2 separate regions of the Gossypium hirsutum genome follow, and region 1 is linked to region 2. A link is a contact called in public Hi-C data. All regions are on one chromosome and are shown on one strand. The core of a region is the stretch at or near the end of the contact, and the rest is flanking DNA. Distances in the headings are between cores, read along the strand shown.

What was found. A called contact is a pair of places that touch in the nucleus more often than the background predicts.
Region 1: a Hi-C map of leaf shows a contact between it and region 2, with 4 times the contacts expected there. The contact joins the promoter of LOC121228902 here to the promoter of LOC107957556 in region 2. A contact is called at or near these places in 17 of 34 Hi-C or Micro-C datasets (anther, callus, hypocotyl and 2 more).

The regions. Positions count from the first base shown.
Region 1 is chrA05:29,191,715-29,195,568 of Gossypium_hirsutum_v2.1, forward strand. It overlaps LOC121228902 (precursor of CEP8), which reads right to left and starts at 1,273. Exons shown (of 1, transcript XM_041111918.1): 1 at 1,016-1,273. The coding sequence starts at 1,273. The coding sequence ends at 1,016. LOC107957552 (polyadenylate-binding protein RBP47C) reads right to left here and starts at 176. Exons shown (of 6, transcript XM_016893086.2): 1 at 1-176. LOC107957551 (probable inactive heme oxygenase 2, chloroplastic) reads right to left here. Exons shown (of 5, transcript XM_016893083.2): 4 at 3,699-3,826; 5 at 2,960-3,496. The coding sequence ends at 3,734.
Region 2 is chrA05:29,056,612-29,060,463 of Gossypium_hirsutum_v2.1, forward strand. It overlaps LOC107957556 (protein WHAT'S THIS FACTOR 9, mitochondrial), which reads right to left and starts at 2,180. Exons shown (of 2, transcript XM_016893094.2): 1 at 1,751-2,180; 2 at 1-784. The coding sequence starts at 2,028.

The sequences.
Region 1 (3,854 bases), core at 23-2,522, 130 kb after region 2:
CCAAACGTAGTTGTGGTTTTGGCCGTTAGATTAGATAGGTGATAGTTTGATATCAGCTGTTGACTTTGAGGGGATGATACGTGATACGGGTTTAAGCCCACTCTCTCACCCTCAATCCGCCGCCAGCAACATGCATTACTTACAGAACCAAAATTATTTTAATAATTTTTTTCCATAAAAGGATAGTAGTTTGTATCCAATTAAAACTTTATCCTTTCCCATCCTCTTATCTTTCTTCCATCACCTAATTAATACCTATATTCATTGAATTTGGAATTATAGAGCAATTAATTTAAAGTTTTTAAAAAGGGATAGAGATGATCTGAAATGACAGTTTTAGAATATCTCTTCTCATTAGAAAGAATTCTATAAACTAATGATATTATCTCTTTCTAATAGTTTAATATCACATCAATAATTTCATCTTAATTTTAAAATTTTCATTTAAATTTAATTTTTATCAAAGTGAAAATATTAAAATTTAAAATAAAAATACTTATATAATATTAAATTATTAAAAATATACAAATAATATAACGTTACTATTTCATACCATCATTCTGGCTATCACTGTAGCTCATAAGTTATGCGTCATGACCAATAATAGTTGGAGGTCATGAGGTTTTGGTTATCTAAAAAAGGTGACTTGAAAGGGTGTAGGCAATTAAAGAAGACAAGACAGCTCCAAACTTTGTAATATTTAGATGTACTCTATTGATGCTATTACCCTAAATAGAAAGATCAAACTTTATATTATATGTAAATAAGAACATAATAGTAGCATTAGTCATTTTAATAATGCATTAATGGAGACAAAGATGCAATTTTCGTGTACTTAATACTACTTTCTCATCTCATCAAACAATATCATAGGATAGAAGATAGCCTATGAGATTGATTAAAAAGGCTACAAATGATGATATAAGACATTATTTCAAACAGTGGATATTATAAGATAACAGTACGTTCTTAAAATGAAAATAATATAATATTTCGTATGATAAATCTAGTTATTCTAGTGACCAGCGCCGGGACTGTGACCGGGAGTCGTGGAACGGAAAGCGTCGGTGCGATAGGCAGCTTTTTGGACATTGTTGACAGTGGCGGATCCATCTGGTAAAACGTCACCCTTGACGTTCACATTTAGACTGGAATGGTGATGTGTTTTATGGTCGGCTTTCAAAACCCGGGCTTCCTTGGAAAATGTGATCCCGTAAGCAAACAAAAGGACGGCGAGAATGGCAGCGGGTACAATGAGGTTGGTTTTGGCCATTTGAGCGGCTGAAAGAGGAAAAGTTATAGGTATGAGTGATGATGATGATGAGGAGATGGGTTTAAGCGTTTGTTTTGGCTGGGAATTTATAGAGTTTTAATTAGCAGTGGAGTGGAGTGGAGTGGGAATGCCCGTCCTGGCTGGTTTGCAGACTGATGAGTCTTTTTGGTTATTATGATGGATTGAAAGGACAAGTTCAGTATAATCCCATAGTGTTTAATTGTTGACATCTATGTGTGGTGTTGTACTGCTGCCTGCTTCCTGCATGTCTTGATTCCATCCAGTGTCAACTATTGTTCCCCGTTCTTTCTCTAGATTTGAATTGTTAGACAGCATATTCATGCTTGTTGCTGGTGGGCGGAAACTTGCACGTATTTGCTTCCTAGGTCTCGCTTCTCAGGTATTGATGTTACGGTTGCGGATTGTCCAGAAATTAATACAACAAATTCAAAATCTATTGAACTAAAATTTAAAGGAAATTTTCCTTTTTTGGTAAATTGTAAATAGGAAGAAGGCGGAGCCTTAGAACATCAGTTTACAGCAAACGACCATAATCTTTGAATATCAGCCTTGGAATTACTGTTAACGTCATGTTTCACGTGCTTGGATAACAAAGTAATTTTATTTGGAGTAAGAGTTATTAAGCACTAAAACCTTTGAAAGTGAGATAAAAGCTGTCACTTCAACAAAAGATTCGTTGTTTCCAAAATTTGTAGATTTAACATATCAATTACTTGCAGGTATGAATTTCTTTTCTGTAGTGACTGAGGAATGGCCATAAACAGAAACATAGAAGAAACTAACATGTAACAACAAGTAATCATAATTGTTTTCAAAGGAACATAAAGTGGAAAATCCAAGTGTCTTCCAATTTTCCTTGTCTCTCGTGATTTCTCTGCCATCCTTAAGATTTTCAAACCATCACTGCATACCTTCTTTGACTTCACCAGCCCCAGCCCCAGCCACAGCCCCAGCCTCTGCACACTTTTCTTTTTTCTTTTACATAAAATACCGGTATAGCATATTGGATATATATTCTTACATGAGTATCAGGTAATATGGATGCTGGCTCCACAGTAGATGGTTGAAATACAATGTTTATATTTCTAGTGGTCAATGATTTTTTTATGTTCTTTTTGTTATTTGTTGTTGAATGTTTTGAGGATGAGCATTTTGAAGCGTGACAAGGTAGAAGAAGCAAATTGCCAGCAATGGGTGGGTTATTATGATAACGGAAATCAAAGTAGGATTTTGTGGGGCTTCTACTGCAGACCGGAAAATCTTTATCTCCCTTCAAATGGACACATTTCTCGGCCCCATAACCGGCCTCCGACTAGGCCTTGTGCCTATTCCATAGGGGGTGAGAACAACTTGTATCATCTGACTACCACTACTCAAGAAGACCCTCTTTTTTTCCATCATAATCAATCTAAATCTTCCTGCATCAACTTCATTTTTCTGGAACACCTCATCATCCTCATCCCTGTTCTTGGATTGGATTCAATCATCCTTGTGAAATTTTGATGCAAAAGAGGATGTATTTTAAAGGAACAGAGTACAGCAGCAGAGTAGACATTCTTGTTAGTCTCATGTTAAGGACTCAAAAAACTATATCTACAAATATTTGACAAAGCTATTGATCTAACTGAAAGCGTAAAACAAATTCTTCTTTGATCTTCATCTAGATGATCAGAACACAACATAAATTCTTAATAAAATTTCTCAACAAAAGGGTAATCTGCATTGTCATACAATAATCCGAAAAATTTCGTTGTATGTGTCGGACATGGAAACTTAACAAACAACAAACATAATGAATAAAGTGTCCTATCTTGGTCTATTCCCACTTTGCTATATCTCTTCTAAAATTTCAAAATAGTACATAAAGTGTCACATTTTAATCAAAACCTGCATACTCTTACACCCACTAGGATAAAATTCATGGTTTCTTGCATGCTACATTAAAAACCAAACACCCAAGAACATGAAAGATCGCCACTGTCCCACCGTCAAACTTGCTGTTTATTTTCACACACCTTCAGTGGAAACACCAATCGCCACCATTTTCATGTTTTGGAAACAAAGGCTGCTTCCTTTGCTTAGTGCCCCCAAGTAAGAATGTCACCACTAGAGGACATTAATGTCAATGAATGCACGACAGTGGCGCCGATATTCCATTAGTTGGCTGTCCCGACAATCCCGACAAGTAGGTGAATGCATTGCCTGGTGAACAGCAAGAAAACACAAACATATTAGCTGAGACCATGAGGAGCTTTGGAAATGTAAGCTAAAGTTCAAGCAAAGAGGAATGTTGGTTTATTTCCAGGATATATCAACATATTTGATGTCACCTTCTAATATCAATGGCATGCAGTGCAAAAGGAGGTCGGTAGAGGAGAACAAGTGGAAAAGGTTATCGGCTTACAAATATACAGTGCATTGATGGGAAACCAATCCTGTTTATAAGATTATCAAACGAACTATCTGCCCCAAAAACTTGAATGACTTTGCTGCTTCTTTCAGGCATTTATTTCGATCATCCCGAGACCAATGCTGCACAGTATAAGCCAGAAATAAGTAT
Region 2 (3,852 bases), core at 930-3,429:
AACAAGAGGATGTGGATTCACTAGTTTTCCCCGTCTGTATCCTTCCTTGAGAGCCACAGTCGTCGTTTTGCACTTCAACGAGAGGTAGAAAATCCCAGGATATCTAGTAAACAATCGAGTAAACTTATGCGGGATGTTCAGCTCCTCTCGCAAGCTTCTCAAGTAGTTCCTCTTGGTCTTCTTATGAATTGTCAAGCTCAAAAACTCATGCAATACACCAACAGCCCTTTTCTCCATAAGCTCACTATTAGGATCAATATGCCGAGAATCTTCATACGGAGATATGTACGGAAGCTTCTGAAACTCCTCCATCCAAGCTCTCACCTTCTTTTGTGCTCCATAACCCCTTGGGAAATTCATCGGGAATGCTAATGTGGTTTGGCCCCTCTTAAATTGCCTGTACTCATCTCCCATCTCCTCACCCTCGTTACTTTTTTCCAATGCTGAAACAGCAAATTCCTCGCGCCATTGTTTGAGTCTCAAAGCTGAAACACCAGTTGGTGCCTTAACGAAACTGAAATGATCAGGGTATTTCGGCATCAACACTTTTTCGAAGTTATCTGGCAAACCAAGATCCCATTTCAAGGAATGAAGGGACTGAAGAGGTGCAGTCCTACTTCTCATCATCATAAGCACCTTTGAAAGCCTCTCTATGGTATCATTCTCATGCGCTTGGTGTATGCTTTGCTCCTGAGAATCTAACAAGAGTGCAGTGCCCGTCAATCGAAAGCAAGGCAAATTCGCGTAACGTGCATGTGGGAATTCTTCAAAGAGAGTACGGTACCTAAAACAAATTCAGAAGAACCAATTTGCAATCACCAACTGCTATACTTCGTATTCAACTCATAGTCAATACCAGTTTATTAAACAAGGTCTCTTGTTAGTGCCAAATGGTTTATGTTACTCATGCTCGAGGTTAGTGCAAGATATGGGTATATATGCCTGACATTAGAATGCTCAAAATTTTCAAAGTTTTTATGTGTTTGAACAATTTTACTCTACAGTTTATAGCCATTGTAATGTAAAAGAGTCCAGTAACACGAGATATAACAACACAGCAATGTGGGAATTCGTCAAACAGAGTAGGACACTTAAAACAGAGTCGGAAAAACCAATTTTCAATTTCCAACTACTATTCTACATATTCAACTCAAGTTAATATCACTTTACTAAACAAGGAAAACCACTCTTTTGACAATGTCTACCAAGTTATGTTAATCAGGCTTGAGGTGAGTGCCAAATACAGATATATATATATATATATGTCTTAGACGAGTATGTTCAAATTCTTCTAAGTTTTTCAGTGTATTTTGAAGGAGCTATGATCGGAAATATGGAGTCGAATACAAATATTTTAAGAAAAATGAAGTGTCCGGGTATCACGAGATATAACAACACAGCAAATTACCCACCAAAAAGGATTCACTAATGCCAAAACCTACATATAGGGCATTGCTTTGTGCTTCTGCCATTAAAAAGAAAAATACAAATATATTGGCTAATCAAAACTAAAAGCACAAATTTCTTTGTAACAAAAAGGGTGATTTTGATGTAAATTTAATCAATTTTTCATATAATATAAATAATGATTTTATCATGTATAACAACTGCTACATTACAATGCAAAAAGTAAACAACAGAAATAGCAATTAAAATGAAGCTTTTTAAAAGAGAAAAGAAAAAACTATTCATCGTTGCAAAACCAGCTAAAGGGCATTTAAAAAATGGAGGATATGAGGCCAAAAAATACCTACGCAAGAAGCGAAGAACGGGGACAGTGAGGCCGAGGAGCTTTTGCCAATCGGCAAAAGACTTGGCAGTGAGAAAACCGGTGGGCGAGCGTTTAATAGCATCCTTCAAGAGGCAAGCCGCTTTGAGATCGGTGTCGGTATCAATCACGTGGTCAAGGCTACGATTCTTAACCCATTTCAACCTCACTTTCACTATGCCCCTCCATTGTTGATGCTCAAATTGGGGATGTGAAAGTAGGTTTTTTATGGAGGAAACAAATATTTTGACTTTGAACATTATTTGTAGCAGCTGCAAAAGTATCACCAATTAAAGCGAAAAACGTATAGTCTTTGGTGAATTTTGTTTAGTTTTCTTTTCCCTACTGAGAGAACTGGAGCAGTGCTTTTCAGTCGTTTACGTTTGGTCTAATTTTGATTTTAGTGTATCCACTATATTGAAATTTGATATTTTTAAAATTGTAACTTGATGTTTTATTTTTAAGGTTAACTATTAAAATAGTCGTTTTTATTTTATCTCACGTTACGTTTTAGTTATTTATGTTTGAGATATTACGTTTTAGTCACTTAAGTTAAAATATTGTAACATTTTAGTGTTTGAGCAGTTAATTGTCGTTAACGGTGTAACAACAACCTGATGTGGTATGTTAAATCATCATTTCAATAAAAATTTAAGTTAAATTCTACAACTAATCCTCATATTTTTCATTTTGAGTAATTTAATTTTTTCTTTTATATTCTTTTTTTTTAATTTTCTTTTCCGTCTCTTTTAACTAGTTTTTTTACATTTTCCATCTATTAAAAAATTGTTTCAAGGCTAGTTCTCATGCCCACTTTCATGTAACTACAACTTCAATAATAAAAAAATCGATTACTAACTTAAGCTCGTACAAAGGAAAGTTTCAACATGCCAATTTGTAAGTAATCTTATGCCATCAACAATTAATTCCTAGTAATTGATGCCTGTTTTCTTTTTTTCAAAAAGGGTTTTATTGCTTTTGCTTACCCAAAAATTAAGTCAATACTTTTTTAGAATTTAATTCATCTACTTTTTATTTTAATATAATTACGTAATATTTTAATCGAAAAGTTAATGATTTTAACTATTTGAACTAATCAATAATACTATAAAAAATATAGAGACCAAATTATATTAGAAATGAAAGTATAAAAAGTAAATCTCAAATTTAAGTATAATAGAGAGACTAAAATTGAAGAAATATAACTTATTTTAATTTTGCTCAAAAATAATTATTTTAGTCTAAATTTAGAAACAAATTACATTAATTAATTAATTAGAGGCATGGACCTAATTCAACATTTTAAATGCTTCAAATAGGGATCTAATTGTATAAGCAACAATTTAGAATTATTCATTATTTATTTCTACCAATTGCTTTTAAGGCATTTTCTCCTGTCCTGTCACCATGGCAATAGCATAGACACTCTTTTAATATATAAGTATAGATTATCATTATTTGTTGCAGTGAAAGTGTTTGGATGGAAATTTGTTGTAGTTAAAATAATCAATTATATTTAAAATAATATAGTGAAACGTTAATCATCAATAGTCGAAAAACTCAAATTTTATACAATGAACAAAGTAAGGTAAATGAGCCAGGTGCTTCGCCCCAACCATGTTTAGGTTTTGTATTTTCAATCTCTGGCCGACATAATTTATTATTCAATAATTCAAATTTATAAATATTTTTATAATCAAATTTAAATACAAATTATTTTTATTATACTTTGAGGACCGAAAATCTACTTTTTCGGGTCTGGAAATTTGTTAAATTGAGTCTAGGCCCTATTAGATACATGAATATCTTTAACTGGTGTTTGGTTCCCTGAATACAATATTATATTATGACGTATAATACTATATTAAATTTCAACATTCCGGTCATCTCATAATATAAATTGTAATTCATTATGACCCATTTTTTAAGTAATCTTAAAGTACATGTGTGATCTTTACTTACATTTTGTTTTTATTATTCTATCAATTTAAGCTTCTATGTTAAATAAAGTTTAAGACTAATTAAAAATAAAAATAAAAGTATTTTTCCTTAATAATGAACTAGTTGATATCATACATTATAAT